5 separate regions of the Mus musculus genome follow, and regions 1, 2, 3 and 4 are each linked to region 5. The links are chromatin contacts, called in public promoter capture Hi-C maps. All regions are on one chromosome and are shown on one strand. The core of a region is the stretch at or near the end of the contact, and the rest is flanking DNA. Distances in the headings are between cores, read along the strand shown. Region 1 overlaps Gm30717 (a long non-coding RNA gene). Region 2 holds the start of Nsmce1 (NSE1 homolog, SMC5-SMC6 complex component). Region 3 overlaps Nsmce1 (NSE1 homolog, SMC5-SMC6 complex component). Region 4 has its middle 3.7 kb from the start of Gm30560. Region 5 holds the start of Lcmt1 (leucine carboxyl methyltransferase 1).

Region 1 (2,736 bases), core at 63-2,562, 2.0 Mb before region 5:
AAGCTTGGGCTACATAGTGAGACTATCTTAAAAATAAAATATCAGGTGTGGATGTAGCTCAGTAGCATGGGCTTGCCTAGCATGCACAAGGCTCTGGCTTCAATTCTCACTACTGCAAAAACAGATAAATAATCTTAATCAAGCAATCAAACAAAACAACATATTTAAGAACCAAACCCACAAAGCTGTAGCAATGATGTTTGGGATAGACTTGAGGGACATGTTGGATTCCTCTTAATTTTTCCTCCACCGGAGCTTTACACACAACCTGATATTTTGTGGAGACTTTTCTTTCCCTTTTCTTCACTTAAAGACTCTCTGTGAACCCCTGTAACCACGGGTAGCTAGAAGTGCTTCCAGGCAGACTTTCCTCCTCCAGTGTCCCCAGGATTAGGTGCTTCTGTTTGTCTTGAGTGGCCTAAGAGAGAGTCCAGCAGGCTGAGAGACTGGGCTAGGCAGCTCAGAGTCCTTATACATGACAGGCTTCCGGCACGTGCCAACAGACGATGCTCTCCGTGTTCTCAAGCCTCTTAAAGGCGGACACTGTAACCCATACTGAGGAGGAGGACCACGATTCACGCTCAGCACCTGCTGTGGATCACACATGGAATGCTCTCCACAAGCTCACGTGGTGGCCACTTGGTCTCCAATCAGTGCTGTTCTTTTGGGAGGCTCTGGAAACTTTAGAATATGGAACCTAGCTGGAGGAAATGGGTCACCAGGGGTGGGCCATTAGGCATATATTATCTCTGGCTACTTCCTTTCTTATTCTCTACTTCCTGTCAACCATGTTGGAGAACTAACTGCACTCTCCGGAGCCTGCCATAGCTACTACCTCTTGGGAAACCGGGAGGGGCGGAGAGAAAAGGGAGGGAGAAGAACAAAGAAGATGGCAGGGGATGATGGGAGCCCTGCCAGTGAGCCGAGCGCCCCCACCGTACCTTCTCTGCTATGATGGTCCAAACCCTCCGAAACTATGAGCCAAAAAAAAAAAAATCCTTTTTCCTTCAATAACCAGCTTCTGTTGGGTATTTGGTCATAGCAATGAGAAAGATGAACAATAGTCCCTCTTACCTACTGTACACTGCAGGGAACTCCAGGTATCATTGCTTCACTCTTGCAAATATATGAGCCCGTCCATGCCCCACCCCGCCCCTGCTGCAGGACCCAGCTCCTACCCATTGCTCTTGTCCTCAGTCAGCCTCAGGGACACTGAGAGACTATCCCCTTCCCTCCCTCCTTTCCACATCTTGTGTCTGTCTTTGGTTACCTTGGTCCTGGAGAAGAGCAGAGAGGATGGCAGGGGATGGTGGGAGCCCTGCCAGTTAAAGGGGTTATGCTGCAGCGGTGAGGGGGGGGGAGGCTTTGGTCTTTGGAGGTTTGTTGGGGTGACTAGAGAACTAGCTGCACCCTAAGGAGGTTGGCAAAGAGGTAAGAGAGAGAAAGCAATGGCTCTCCCTGGCAAACAGAAACCCACTTTGCTCGGTTTCAGAGGAGTGCTGGTGCAGCCGGAACTGAGCCCGGACTGCCATCCTGGGGGTCGGGACCTGACAGTTATTATGTGTGAGTGATGTCATGGGATTATTATGGTATGTTACGTGATTTTTGGAACTTCATGAATTGTCTCTTGGCTTAAAGCTAAAGAGGAGAACATCTGCTTCTTATTGTTGGAAGACTGCTGTCTCTGGGGGAGTGGGTAGGGATTCTGAGGAAAACAGCTATTCTCATGGAATTCAGAGAGGAAAGAGGAGCCAGGGTCAGCGCCTGACCACAAATGGTAGTGGGTCTCATCCATTTCCAGAGCCTGGTAGGTGGGTTGGGCGTGTGTAGTCAGCTCTGTTCTGTCCTCTCCTCCCAACCTCCTACATCTCTACCCCTTACTGAGTTCTCATTTACTCTCTGCTTCTCTGTGTGACGTGAGCAACTTATTTCACTTTCTGTGTCTTGGTTTCCCCACCTGTAAAATAGAAAACAATAATGCCATCTAATTCTGTTGTACAGAGGGTCACATGAGCTCTGCCATGTCACCTGACCTGGAGCGACAGCTTGATGGCCAGGTCTTTCTTAGCAATCATGAAATTATTAAAACAGACACAGATGCTACTAATGATAACTAGGTTCTAAGATGATTCAGTGGTCGTGAGGTCTACTAGTGAGTTATTAATCTAGTGACTGCAGTTCCCATTTCCTGTGACTCTTACAGCCAGGCAGCACTTTTCCTGGAAGGGCTTGACAGAGGGAGTGGGATGACAGGTTCAAATCTGTTACTTTCTTGCTGTGTGACTTTGGGCCAGCCCCTTAACCTCTCTATACCTCAGAAGTTGTAAAATGGGAAGTCACATGACCATGTGCTTAGCAGGAGGTTAGGTTGAAGGAAATGTTTCCTGTTACACTATTATTCTATTAGGCAGTCAGGCAAACGTCGGCCCAGCAAATTCTAAGAGGATTCAGATATGTTGGGATCTGACAGAAAGTCTGGTGAGAAAGCAGGACCAGGAATAGGAAGAGAAGAGGGAAGATATTCAGGATACGGCCCTTTAAGAGGTCCTTCTGCTCAGTAGTGACCCTATGCACCTACAGAACTGAGAGCAAGGGCCTCCTTAAACCCACAGGCTGGGCAGTGCCTTCCTTGCTTCCCAGTTCTCTCCTTGGAAAGAAGCCACACCTATCCACTCCACAGTAGTGAGATGCTGAGTGCAGACTCCATGGCAGCCACCAGCAGCATAGAGATGGACA
Region 2 (2,831 bases), core at 19-2,518, 2.1 Mb before region 5:
ACTTTTCCTGGGCGAGGCTGCATTTCCAGCTCTGAGACGTGCATCTGGAATTCTCGGAAAGGAAAAGCCTTGAGCAGGCAGAAGTGATTTCTTTGAAGTTACCCTTGTGGCAATTTCATCAGGCCTCACAATTCTTAGATGAGAGTGGCTAAGGCAGTACCACACCACACTTCTCGGCGGCCGTCCTAGTTTTCCCTGCACATTAGTAAAAAGTTTCTGCCCCAGGTAGTAAATGTCTCCGCTGACGTAATAAGCCAGATCATGCTGAATTAAAAATATAAAAGCAGGTTTACCGGGAGCAACTCTCGGGCAGTTTCAACGGTCTCAGAGAACGAGGCCAAAGAAGTCGCCATGAGACCCGGAGAAAAAGAGCCTAGCAAAAGAGAAACAGAAGGCAGAGCGACAGAGAAGAGAGTCCTAGGATGGCTGGGGTGGAGGCCTTTTCTCCACAACACGCACCTGGGTGAAGACTTAAGCAGCCGCTAGGTCCCTGAGAGCAGGCCAGAGGGGTCACCTGCATAGGAACAATTAGTTCTTTTAAATCTCTTATTCAGGACTGGTGTGTGTGTGTGATCGTCTCTTATGCTTTTTCCTCTGTGTGTGTGTGTGATCGTCTCTTATGCTTTTTCCTCTGTGTGTGTGTGCTGCATAGGAACAATTAGTTCTTTTAAATCTCGTATTCAGGACTGGTGTGTGTGTGTGTGTGAGATCGTCTCTTATGCTTTTTCCTCTGTGTGTGTGTGCCAGAGGTCTACGCAAGATGTGGTTCCTCGGAAGGCCTCCACTTTGTTTTTTGATACAAGGTCTCTCTTTGCCTGGGCAGCAAGCACTTTACAGATTACGCTCGCGGACCCCAGAACCGGCTGTTTTAACTCCACTTAGTAGCTCCATGAAAGGTCACCGCTCAACCAGTAGCGGCAGAGCCAAGTTTCTAGCTCAGGCCACAGGAAAACAAAAGCCATTCTTCGTCTCCAGTCTAAAGCCTGCAGTAGTTTTACTACGACACAGGCCGTGGGCCGTGGATCGTCCCGCCGTGGGTTCTCCTCCAGCGAGCGAGAGGCGGGGGCGGCGGAAGCCGTTCCGGGAAGTACGAAAACCGCGCGGGAAACCGCGTAGCTCAGAAGGCGGCTCACAGGTGCCAAGGCGCCATAGCAACAGAGCGGGCGGGGAAAACGGAAGTACTCCGCTGGTGAGCGGGAGAATGCGCGTAGCCCACCAGTAGGAGCTCCAGTCTGGCGATCTCTCCGCCCTGGAGGCGGGCTCCGATATGGCTTCCGGCGTGATCTCGCTGGTTTGCGGTACGTATGAAGGCTTTGGGGTGCTGCGGGGACCAGAGCGGGCATCTGTGGGCAACGGGATCGACCATGGGGTCGGCGCGGGCTTTGGCGCTGACGAGATATTGAAGCCCGCAAAAGGCAGGGGTTGGAACAGCTCTATAACAACATAAGTTGTTTATTTGTTAATTTAAATTTTAAAAAATTGTCTTTTCGAGACATGCTCTCACCATGTAGCCTAGGCTGACCTGGAACTCCTGTAGCTCCTGACTCCCGATCGCCTGATGGGTCAGGCGGAGAAAGTGTGCCTTGTCACTGACACTGTTTGGTGACAGCCACTTGTACCCTTCTGTTCAAAACGACCACACCCTCCCCTTGCGTGCCCCGCCTCCCCACTCCCCCCCCCCCTTTTTGTTTTGTTTGTGGAGCCAGCATTTGAAAGCCTGAGGCTAAATGTGTTCAGAATCATCCGTTTGTCCGATTTTGGAAAAGTATAGGATTCCTGTGCTCTGTGTTTTGTTGCATTTCGTACTGATAACCATAAATAACACCTCTAACCCAGACCAAGACTGGAGAAGTCTAGAGAAGGAACCTAGATCATGGTTTGTTCTGTCTGTCTGCCTATCATCTACCTACCTATCTAAGCAATCTATCTAATCATCTGTGGTTATGTTTTCTAGACAGGTTTTCTCTTTATTGCCGTGGTTGTCCTGGAATTCACTCTGTAAATTAGGTTGGCCTTGAACTCAGATCTGCCTGCCTCTATCTCCCATGTGATGAGATTAAAGGTGTACACCACCACTGCCCAGCAACCACGGTTGGGACTGGCAGTGCCTTAAAAGAAACTGCTTTTGCAGTACTGTCCGTCACTATCGCCATCACTTGTGTACCTTTGTAGCCCCAGCTCCCTCCTGGGGAACACTGTTCCTCATGAGGTTCTGGTGCGTTTCAAACCAGGCTGTGCCATCAGCGGATTAACACTGCCTAGCACAGGCCACCCATGCTGTACCCAAGCATTGCTTATTCTGTAAACGCCTTGGTTTTAAAGTCCTTTGAGTGGGCTGCACCTATCTATGGTTAATCCTCTCTGCAGAGTCCCTCATTGCAGATAGTTGCCATCCTAGCCACAAACAAGCATGGCTCCTGTGATCGGTTCCACACCCATTTTCTGACCCCTTTCCCCACATCACACCATTTGAACTTTTTCTGTACCACTCTTCTCTAATTAATATTTAAGTTGTCTTTAAGTATTTTTGTTTTGTAACATACTTATGAAGATAAAATGAACACCTCAGGTGTAGCACCACCAGATTAAGAAACGTATTATTCCATACCCCCAGCCCCCCATTGAATCTCCTCTACAAAGTTTCCCACTACTCTGAATTCTGTTTTCCTTGCTGTTGATAGGCCTCACTGAGTTGCTATGGCCCTGCCATGATCGCTGTGTACAGTTCTTTCTGTGTTTGGCATCCTTGTGAATGTGTGATTTGCTTTTTGCATATGGTGTGGTTTTGTGTGTTTGTGGTTTGTTTTGTGACAGTTTCTCTTTCCCTGGCT
Region 3 (2,700 bases), core at 124-2,623, 2.1 Mb before region 5:
TTACACAGTGTTAGAAATGCCCACTTTCTGTAGGAAGTGAGACTGACCCTTTAGATGAGTCTTCTTTCTAGTGCAAGCCTTAGTAAGCTTAGTAACATAAATGGTGGCATGGTGTCTGTTTCTGTTTTTGTTTTTCCTGCAGTTTTTTTCTCAGTGGTTCTGTTTTTTGTTTTTTTTTCTTTATTTAAAATTTTTTTTTGCTTGTTTTTTTTTTGTTTTGTTTTGTTTTTTTTCATGACAGGGTTTCTCTGTGTCGCCCTGGCTGTCCCTAAACTCAGTCTGCAGACCAGGCTGCCTGTTAAACTCTGAGGCCTACCTGTGCCTCCCGAGTGCTGGCGTTAAAAGGCGTGAGCTACCACTGCTGGGCTTCCCAAAGTAACTCTAAAGTATAAATCCTTTGACATTATTTTAATAAGTGAAAACAGGTATACTCTGGTCTTGAAAGTATCACACTGCAGATCGGTAATTCTAGTGTATGAAGCTGGCCGTATGCCTTCACTGTGTTAGAGCAGGTTCTGTAGCCGACAGAGGGGCTGACTCTCCAAGCTGGGATGTGTAACACATGCCCTCTCCCTTTGCATCCTTTCCTGGTCTTTCTCACCAGCTGTTAGTATCTGTTCACCCAAGCCCCCTGCTTCTGGACCTTTTCCCCTCCTCAGACTCATGGCTCTCAAAAAGGTCCCTGTTGGTGGCCTCCTGATGGCTGGTGGCCTCCTGATGGTGGCATAGCAGGAGCTTCCGCTAGAGCCAGGCTCCCACAGTTCACACCGTCTCTGCCTGTGCTCAGAGCTGCCAGGGCCCGAGAAGGGCCAGTGGGAGGACACTTGGGCAATAGCTGCTTGGATTATGCTTAGAACAGGGCCTCTTCTGCTGTGAGTGCCTCACTTACCCTGTTGTGGCTCAGGCCTGGGCTGGCCCAAGGCCTTCAGATGTGTCCTGGCTAGCTTTCTAGGAGGAGGGAGCTGTGGAGGGCCACTGGTGCAGCATGAAGCCTTGGGGAAGAGGAAGGAAGGCTACTGTCTCAGTGGTCTGAGATAACAATCTTGTCCGCCTTTCTGCCTCACTACACCATCTGTCTCAGCTTATCTTTGAGCACTCCGGGAAGAAAGAAACCACAATATTGGCATTGGCCCAAGAAAGCCAAAACATTTCTGTTGGGGCTGCTAGTGTGGTCAGGGGCCAGAGATTGAAACAGGCTGTGTGTGCTTTTTCGACGAATCCACTCCCATCCCTGCCTGCTTATTTCCAGGAAATGCGACTGTAGATAAGCTGGAGGACTTCATCAACAACATCAACAGTGTCCTGGAGTCTCTGTATATTGAGATAAAGAAAGGAGTCACGGAAGATGATGGGAGACCCATTTATGCACTGGTATGCGAGGCAGCGCCCTCTAGTGGCATTTTGAGAAACTGGCTCAGAGGGCTCTGCAGTGGCTCGTGCGGGACCCATGCTTCTGAGAGAGGGGTGAGAAAGTGATCAGCTTTGTGGTGGACACGTGGCCTGATCCTTATGTGGTTTATTTTTAGGTGAATCTTGCTACAACTTCAGTTTCCAAAATGGCTACGGATTTTGCAGAGAACGAGCTGGATCTGTTTAGAAAGGCTGTGAGTACAGTACTCATTGCTACCATATGCAGCGTTTCTAACGGGAGGAAATAGAAACGGCAATTGTGGAGGCCACTGTCATGCTTCCCAGCTTCCTGGGTCTCACAGGGAGTGACAGGCCTTAAGCTACCTGTCAAACAGAGCACCTGAGAACTCGTGGGAGTGCATGGGTCCCAGTCCCTGGCCCAGAATGCTCCAAACCCAGCCCTGCACTTTAATGAGGCGCTCACTGGACGGTTTGTCCAAGCTTTGTAGCAGTGTGCTCAGCCCATGTGCCACACACCTGGCTAAGACGTTCTGAGTCCTGGGAGCACATAGCAGCTCTGGGGAAGGTGGGAAAGGAGCGCCCCTCTCCAGTTTCAGCTTGACTGGGCCCATCGAGGCAGGTAGACTTTCTAGTTTAACCATTTTGTGGTGCTCCTAGGCTGTCTACAGTGTGTGGAGAATAAAGCTAGGACAAGGGCCACAACCTGTGTGCACATTGGATACCTAGCACCTGTCGTAGGGATGTGCCTGGTGTGGGTCCATGCAGCTTCTCCTACCAGGGCTGGCTGGAGGCTTAGGTGTCGAGTTTGTTATTCAAATAGATGAATAAGGCACCTCTTTCTCTTGCAGCTGGAACTGATCGTTGACTCAGAAACTGGCTTTGCTTCTTCTACAAACATTTTGAACCTAGTTGATCAACTCAAAGGGAAAAAGATGAGGAAGAAGGAGGCCGAGCAGGTGCTGCAGAAGTTTGTGCAGAGCAAGTGGTTGATTGAGGTACCCTGGGGCCTCCCCGTTCACTCAGGAGTGCACAGTCTGTGTGCTAGCAGTTGAGCCCGGCCTGTCTGTGGGCCCTTCTCTATTGTAAGCTTTCCATGACCTCTGAGAGGAGAGCCTGTGTTCCCTGACTTTCACATGGTCTGTCTTAAGTGCTGCAGCCACAAGTGGAAGAGGCTGGAATCAATGGAAGGCTTATCAGATGCCTTTCAGAATGAAGTTGCTGGCTGTCCCTTCTGTAGACAGCTTGGAGCTGCTGCAAGCGTTTTCTTTTTTGTTGTTTGTTTGTTTTGTTTTGTTTTTTTTTCAAGGCAGGGTTTCTCTGTGTAGCCCT
Region 4 (2,700 bases), core at 190-2,689, 2.0 Mb before region 5:
GCGAGTGATCTGAGCTGACATTTTCTTTGCCTCCCTGGCTACTATCTAGGGAATGTGTGTTGTTGATGCTGGAAGCTGGATTTGGAGGCTTGGTCCCCAGCCTGTGAGTGGTGCTGGAAATTTTAGAAGGTGGCCCAGTGACATGAAGTAAGTCATGGGGGTGTGGCCTCTAAATAGATATTGGAGCTCCCAGTCCTTCAGCCTCTGTCTTTTGCTTCCTGGATGTTCTCTTTTGTCACATGTTCCCACCACAATGTGCCAGCAAGCCGGTGACCATGGACTGAAATCCCTGAAACTGTGTGCCACAAAACCCTTTCCTCCTAAAATCTTGGTGCCCCACGGAGCTGTTCACCTTGGTTTTAGAGCCTGGAAATACAGGTTTATCAAGAGCATCTACCTCAAAAGCTTACTGCAGAGATCAGTGGTGAGGATGTAAACAAAGTCAAGCGCTGAGCACTGAGAGAGCTGTACAGTCACTATGATCTCCCGTCTAGAGCCAGGGTCAAGTTCAAACGCCTTGAGGGATGGTCCTCATTCTCTCCTAGCTTCCTTGTCTAAGACTCCAGGTATGAAGAAGGGCCAGGGATGGGGCGGGGGAGCTGGGGCATAGTTGTAAACTTCTGAGTTCGAGGCGGCTTCCAATAAGAGCTTTTACATCGGTGTCCCTAGGCCAGGCCATCTCTTAGTACATAATCTTGTCACATGCAAATGTGCAGCCACACTGTGCATTTGCTGGCTGATCTGTTTATCACAGGTTGTTACTAGTTAGTGTTTGCCACGGTCTGGTCTCCTGGCTCTCTAGCACAGCCTGGCACGGAGGAGACACTCTCTGAACACTCTGCTGAACGGATGAAGAAGCTGGGGACTCCATGCCAGTGGCAGGCTGTGCCCCTTGATGTGGAGGAGCACAGAGGGAGACGACAGGTGGGAGGGACTGTGATGTCATCAGCCTCACCCACAGCCAGGGTCATCCCGGGGTACTCACTGGCAGGGTCACTTTGGAGAGAGCCTCCAGACACTTCCCACATGCTTTGTCCATGAGGCAGAGCCGAAGCCTGAAGTTCTACAAGGTCCAGCAGCTTAATACCCACTTGTTAGCTGGGTGCCTTTAATTCCTGAGGGTCTCTGGTTCCTCCTTGTGACACGGAGACACATAGTACTAACGTCAAAGATTCTGGCCATGAAATAAGCTCACCTATGCAAACAGCCTGGGAGGGGAAAGTGCTCAGTCTGGTATTGCTGTGTCCTGAGGCCAGGCTGCCCTTGAACTTGTGGCTCTATTTCTGCTTCTGCTTTCTGAATGCTGGGTTTGCAAGCGAGTATGAGCACTGTCATTCCCAGTGATTCTCTGGCACCACCAGGCCTAGGCTTCCTGGCTGCCTGAGACTTCTTCCCCGCAGCCTCCACATTGGACTAACCTGGCTCCATCTGGCCGCTGGGCTGCAGCAAAGAGCTTCCCTTGATGCTTCCACCAGGACTTAAAAAAAAAAAAAAAGGAAACCCTTTCTTGGATTGCTGCCCGCGGCAGACACAGTTTAAATTAACTCAAACCATTTTCTCTCCCCCCCACCTTTACTGATCCGTTTTCACGGAAGGGAATAGGAAGCCTTTTCAGAAAAGAGCGTTAGGAAGCGCTTATCTTTCTGCTCTCCAGAGGATGCCAGGGCAGGAGGTCCTAAGGTTTGTAGCGAGAGCAAGGAAGTGGCTTTTAAGGAGGAGTTTTCGGGAACTCGGTGCAGCGCACATCCCTAGGGAAGAGTGCAAGGTCCCGCCACACCGCCGCTGCAGTGCCACATATGACCGCTAGGGGGCACCCAGGCCTTATGACTGCTAGAGCCTGAGCGGCGTCCACGAGTTGAGACTGCGCGCGTGCTCAGGTTTGCGAGCCTGCGACCAGAGCCCGCGCTTGCAGCGGCGTCCTAAGTCCCTAGCAGGTCTAGCGCGGAGCCTCGCGCTCCTCTCCCTCCCTCCCACCCCATCTGTGACTCATTTATTCGGCTTTTCTCCCTTTGTTTCATCGAACCTATGTGCAGCTCCCCTCCCTTTCTCTTTCCCTTCCTTCTCCCCTCCCTCCCTCCCTCCCTCCCGTCCTCTCCCGATTTCATTCCTCCATTCCCTCTGCACATCTCTTCACAGTGTCTTCCACCTACCCATGCACCCTTCCGCTCGCTCTCGCGCTCCCGCCTTTTCTGCCCTCCTACTCTCCTCTCTTTCTGGATTTGGCCTGAATAACTTCAGATTTCCTGCCAGTCGACTTCGGGTAGTGGGCAGCTTTTCTGCGCCTTAGACCAACCTTCGCGGCTCCGTGAGGCTGTGTGGTGAGGGTCCGCAGTGTACAGGGGACAGTGCATGGCTCCCTGGATCCGGACTCCAGCTGTGCCTAAGCTCTCCAGAAAGCTTTAAAACATTGCTGAGCTCTGGGCTAGGTTGTTGGATAGTAGATAAAGTACCTGTTGACCAAGTGGGAGTCCCTGGCGTCCCCCCCCCCCCCCAGCACCACAAACACAGTTTTAAGTTTTGGGAGTCCTGCGCTCTCTGCCCCCCCCCCCTTTCCCCCTAAGGCACAGCTTGTAACATAGAGTTATAGTTGGAGGCTGAAAATGATTTTGAGTGTTGACAAAGGGTGTGAGGGGAACCCATTTGCTTGGGATTCGGATTCAGTGCTGCGCTCTTTCCACCCTGTTCCAGGAATTTGCAGGT
Region 5 (2,700 bases), core at 128-2,627:
GCAGAACGATAGAGCAGGATACCCAACATCCTCCTCTAGGATGCACAGGTAGTCACCCACACATGCATGCCCCCAACACACACACACATACACATTAGGAACTTGCCCAAGTTTATATAGCTTAGGCAGTCTGGCTCCAGGACTGATGCTTTAAATCCCATTGCTTAGTTTCTAAGACCCTACAAAGAGTGCAACACTTCATTCCAAAACTTGTATTCCCCACACTATAACACCTCTCTGGCCCCCAGCCCACGCCTCTCTCCAGGGCATTGTCCTAATTGTTCCAAAGCCCACACTCGTCCCTAGTTCTGAACATTGTCCTACTTCCCTGTCTCAGGCTTTTTCTTGCCAGTTTAAACATCCCTGGATAAATTTCAAACTCTAAAGACATCTCCAAGAGCCCAACACTAAAGTATGAGTTTACTGCTCCTCCCAACGAGGCTGTGAGTCTAGTATGTCAACACCATGTCTGTTTTGCTCCTTTAAGTATTTGCAATCACTGAAAGCAAACCCTACCAATTAGCTCAAAGTAAGGCACAGTGTACTGTCTCAATAGCTTTGTTGCAGGAATGAAGGACATGCAAGCTTTATGTTTTCTTGTGCACTGACAAGACCCACCACCACCACCTACTACAACTCCATAAATACTGTGACCTATGTATAGTGCTGATTCTACAAACACTGCGGGTGCTGGGACCTGCAATCTACCCCTCCCTCATAGACTTGAGCTTCAGCTGCACAATGGGGAATAATGACCAATTTCAACAGGATTGTAACCTACCAAGCAAAGTTCCTTTTCTAACCCAGCAAAGCTGTAGTTATTACTTGCAACACACCCTGTCTTTCCTGAAGGCTAAGATCTTGCAAGCTTTGTTCAGAGCCTTACTCCCAGTCGTGGTACCCCGGGTTCACACACACTCGTTAATTGTGACTTAAATGAACCTCTCCCTGCTCCGTGCACTTCCCAGGTGTGAAGCCAGGGCCGCTCCAGATGAGTGCGACAGCCCCTTCCCAGTGTCCTAGCGTATGCCTTGGTCAGTGGCCCTCTAGCCACCTAGGCTCGGGACACCAGCTCCCATCCCAAACCCAGCGCCCCCAGGCACCTCTTGCAGAGAGAAGCATCTTCGCAGGTGCCGCGCACTCCCTCGTCGTCCAAGTCACAGCTCGACGAGCAGGAAGAGAACGAGGACTCCCTCGAGCTGGAGGCCATGTGCGTGGGATGTTCTGGGGTGCGGCACCCACCAGGGACATGGAAACGGGGAAACGAGCAGTGGGGGAAAGAGGCAAGAAACAGGCACCGACTAAAGCTGCAAAGATAAGGCGCGATAGGCGGGCGCTGCTCAGTGACGCCGCCCCCGCACCGCCCACCCACCTTTCAGCTGACTGGCTCCCGGGACATGACGTTTGTCGGACCAAGTTCCTCGTCCAGTCAGACCATTGGAGGATTCTTTAGGCTCCGCCCGCACAACCCGGAAGTTTCTAGAGAGCCCGGACATGCTGGTGGCGCCGCAATCCTTTTTGGGAAATGTAGTCTTAGTGGCTTCTTGTCGCTCAGTAACTTACAAACACAGTCAATTCAGGGCTGAAGGGCAGAGAGTCCACCCAAAAGAAGCAAGTTTAATGTATTAACTTTCTGTCTCCATTTAGATCATTCAACACTGTAACAAACTTCTAGTCGGGGAGTCAACACTGTGTCAGGTCCTGTGCTAATCAATGCCTTTGAGATGTTAGGAAGTGACTAGGAACATAGCTCAGAGCGCTCGCCTGGGAGTAGGGTTCTCAGAAAGAAAAGGGGGAAAAAGTTGTGAAAGAGAGAGTTGTGAAGAACAAAATGGAAAACTTTGTAACCATGAGAGTAAATTGGGGATGGGGCTACAAAATTTCTTGAACTCTGTTTCAGAATCAACAGATGTAATCAAAATAGTCTGCGGGACTGAGGAACAAGTGAATAGAAATCAAGGTTTAGGTGACATGAATGGGGAAGGTGGGGGAAGAGAAACCAGTGAAAGGACAGAGGGAGGACAGTTTCTCAAATGAGTAAATATGTTTCATAATTGTGCGTGTGCAGTGTACTTTACAGGTATTCCATAATGGATCACTATAAAACTCTAAATAAAATTGAAGGGTTATTTTCTATTTTGTTTGTTGTTTGGGAGAGAGGAAGGGATAAGCTCTAGCTTTAAGAAGTCTAAATCATACCCATAAAAATTCTGTGGCGATAGGGCAGTGATAAACACTTGCCCACCCTTTCCAGGGTTTTTGGATCTGAGCTCAGAAACACACACACACACACACACACACACACACAGAGAGAGAGAGAGAGAGAGAGAGAGAGAGAGAGAGAGAGGAAGAGAGAGAGAGAATGTTTGGGAAGCGAGAGCAATAGGATCCTTTGAGCCTAGTGTTGGAGGTCAGCCTGGATAATATAGCAAGACTATATTTCAAATTAAAAAAAGAAAAACTAGATGAGTTCTCCTATAATGAAGCCTGGCCTTTAACTCACTGTGTAGCCAAAAATGACCTTGAACTTCTAATTCAATGACCTTGAACTTCTGGTGCCTACACGTCTCCAGTGCTGGGATTGTAGGTATGTGTAACCACATGTAATTTGTACACTATTGAGGCTCAAACCCTGAGTTTAGTGCAATCTAGAAAATATTCTACCAACTGAGCTACATACTGACTCAATTCCTTAAAAAA

What was found. Promoter capture Hi-C pulls out the DNA fragments that hold promoters and counts their contacts. Capture Hi-C pulls out chosen DNA fragments and counts their contacts.
Region 1: a contact with region 5 is called in a promoter capture Hi-C map of hippocampal neurons, with 6 times the contacts expected there. The contact joins the enhancer-like site here to the promoter of Lcmt1 in region 5. A contact is called at or near these places in 9 of 39 promoter capture datasets (the 3T3-L1 cell line, cranial neural crest, embryonic stem cells and 4 more), 1 of 115 datasets of contacts at active chromatin or transcription factors (embryonic forebrain) and 1 of 9 other capture datasets (adipose tissue).
Region 2: a promoter capture Hi-C map of adipose tissue shows a contact between it and region 5, with 4 times the contacts expected there. The contact joins the promoter of Nsmce1 here to the promoter of Lcmt1 in region 5. A contact is called at or near these places in 4 of 39 promoter capture datasets (the 3T3-L1 cell line, erythroid cells and pre-B cells), 1 of 484 Hi-C or Micro-C datasets (B cells), 4 of 115 datasets of contacts at active chromatin or transcription factors (astrocytes, embryonic stem cells and large pre-B cells) and 1 of 9 other capture datasets (adipose tissue).
Region 3: a contact with region 5 is called in a promoter capture Hi-C map of pre-B cells, with 4 times the contacts expected there. The contact joins the enhancer-like site here to the promoter of Lcmt1 in region 5. A contact is called at or near these places in 11 of 39 promoter capture datasets (the 3T3-L1 cell line, the C10 cell line, embryonic stem cells and 5 more), 1 of 15 datasets of contacts at CTCF or cohesin (large pre-B cells) and 1 of 484 Hi-C or Micro-C datasets (B cells).
Region 4: a contact with region 5 is called in a promoter capture Hi-C map of hippocampal neurons, with 3 times the contacts expected there. The contact joins the enhancer-like site here to the promoter of Lcmt1 in region 5. A contact is called at or near these places in 6 of 39 promoter capture datasets (the 3T3-L1 cell line, hippocampal neurons, liver and 2 more) and 2 of 115 datasets of contacts at active chromatin or transcription factors (astrocytes and large pre-B cells).

What each region holds. Positions count from the first base shown.
Region 1 is chr7:125,422,762-125,425,497 of GRCm38.p6, reverse strand. All of the region lies in intron 1 of Gm30717 (a long non-coding RNA gene), which reads left to right. Among named protein-coding and RNA genes, the nearest start is that of Gm30717, 4.8 kb to the left of the region's middle. Within about 2 kb of position 1,312, at least 31 of the 459 cell types and tissues checked have an H3K27ac peak or open chromatin away from gene starts, as enhancers often do.
Region 2 is chr7:125,489,880-125,492,710 of GRCm38.p6, reverse strand. It overlaps Nsmce1 (NSE1 homolog, SMC5-SMC6 complex component), which reads left to right and starts at 1,268. Exons shown (of 8, transcript NM_026330.4): 1 at 1,268-1,298.
Region 3 is chr7:125,470,779-125,473,478 of GRCm38.p6, reverse strand. It overlaps Nsmce1 (NSE1 homolog, SMC5-SMC6 complex component), which reads left to right. Exons shown (of 8, transcript NM_026330.4): 3 at 1,250-1,371; 4 at 1,527-1,604; 5 at 2,220-2,366. Among named protein-coding and RNA genes, the nearest start is that of Nsmce1, 19 kb to the left of the region's middle. Within about 2 kb of position 1,373, at least 173 of the 459 cell types and tissues checked have an H3K27ac peak or open chromatin away from gene starts, as enhancers often do. A contact at or near this core is called in B cells, liver and pre-B cells, where this site is marked.
Region 4 is chr7:125,392,945-125,395,644 of GRCm38.p6, reverse strand. No RefSeq gene overlaps it. Among named protein-coding and RNA genes, the nearest start is that of Gm30560, 3.7 kb to the left of the region's middle. Within about 2 kb of position 1,439, at least 133 of the 459 cell types and tissues checked have an H3K27ac peak or open chromatin away from gene starts, as enhancers often do. A contact at or near this core is called in hippocampal neurons, where this site is marked.
Region 5 is chr7:123,376,659-123,379,358 of GRCm38.p6, reverse strand. It overlaps Lcmt1 (leucine carboxyl methyltransferase 1), which reads right to left and starts at 1,377. Exons shown (of 11, transcript NM_025304.3): 1 at 1,104-1,377. The coding sequence starts at 1,210.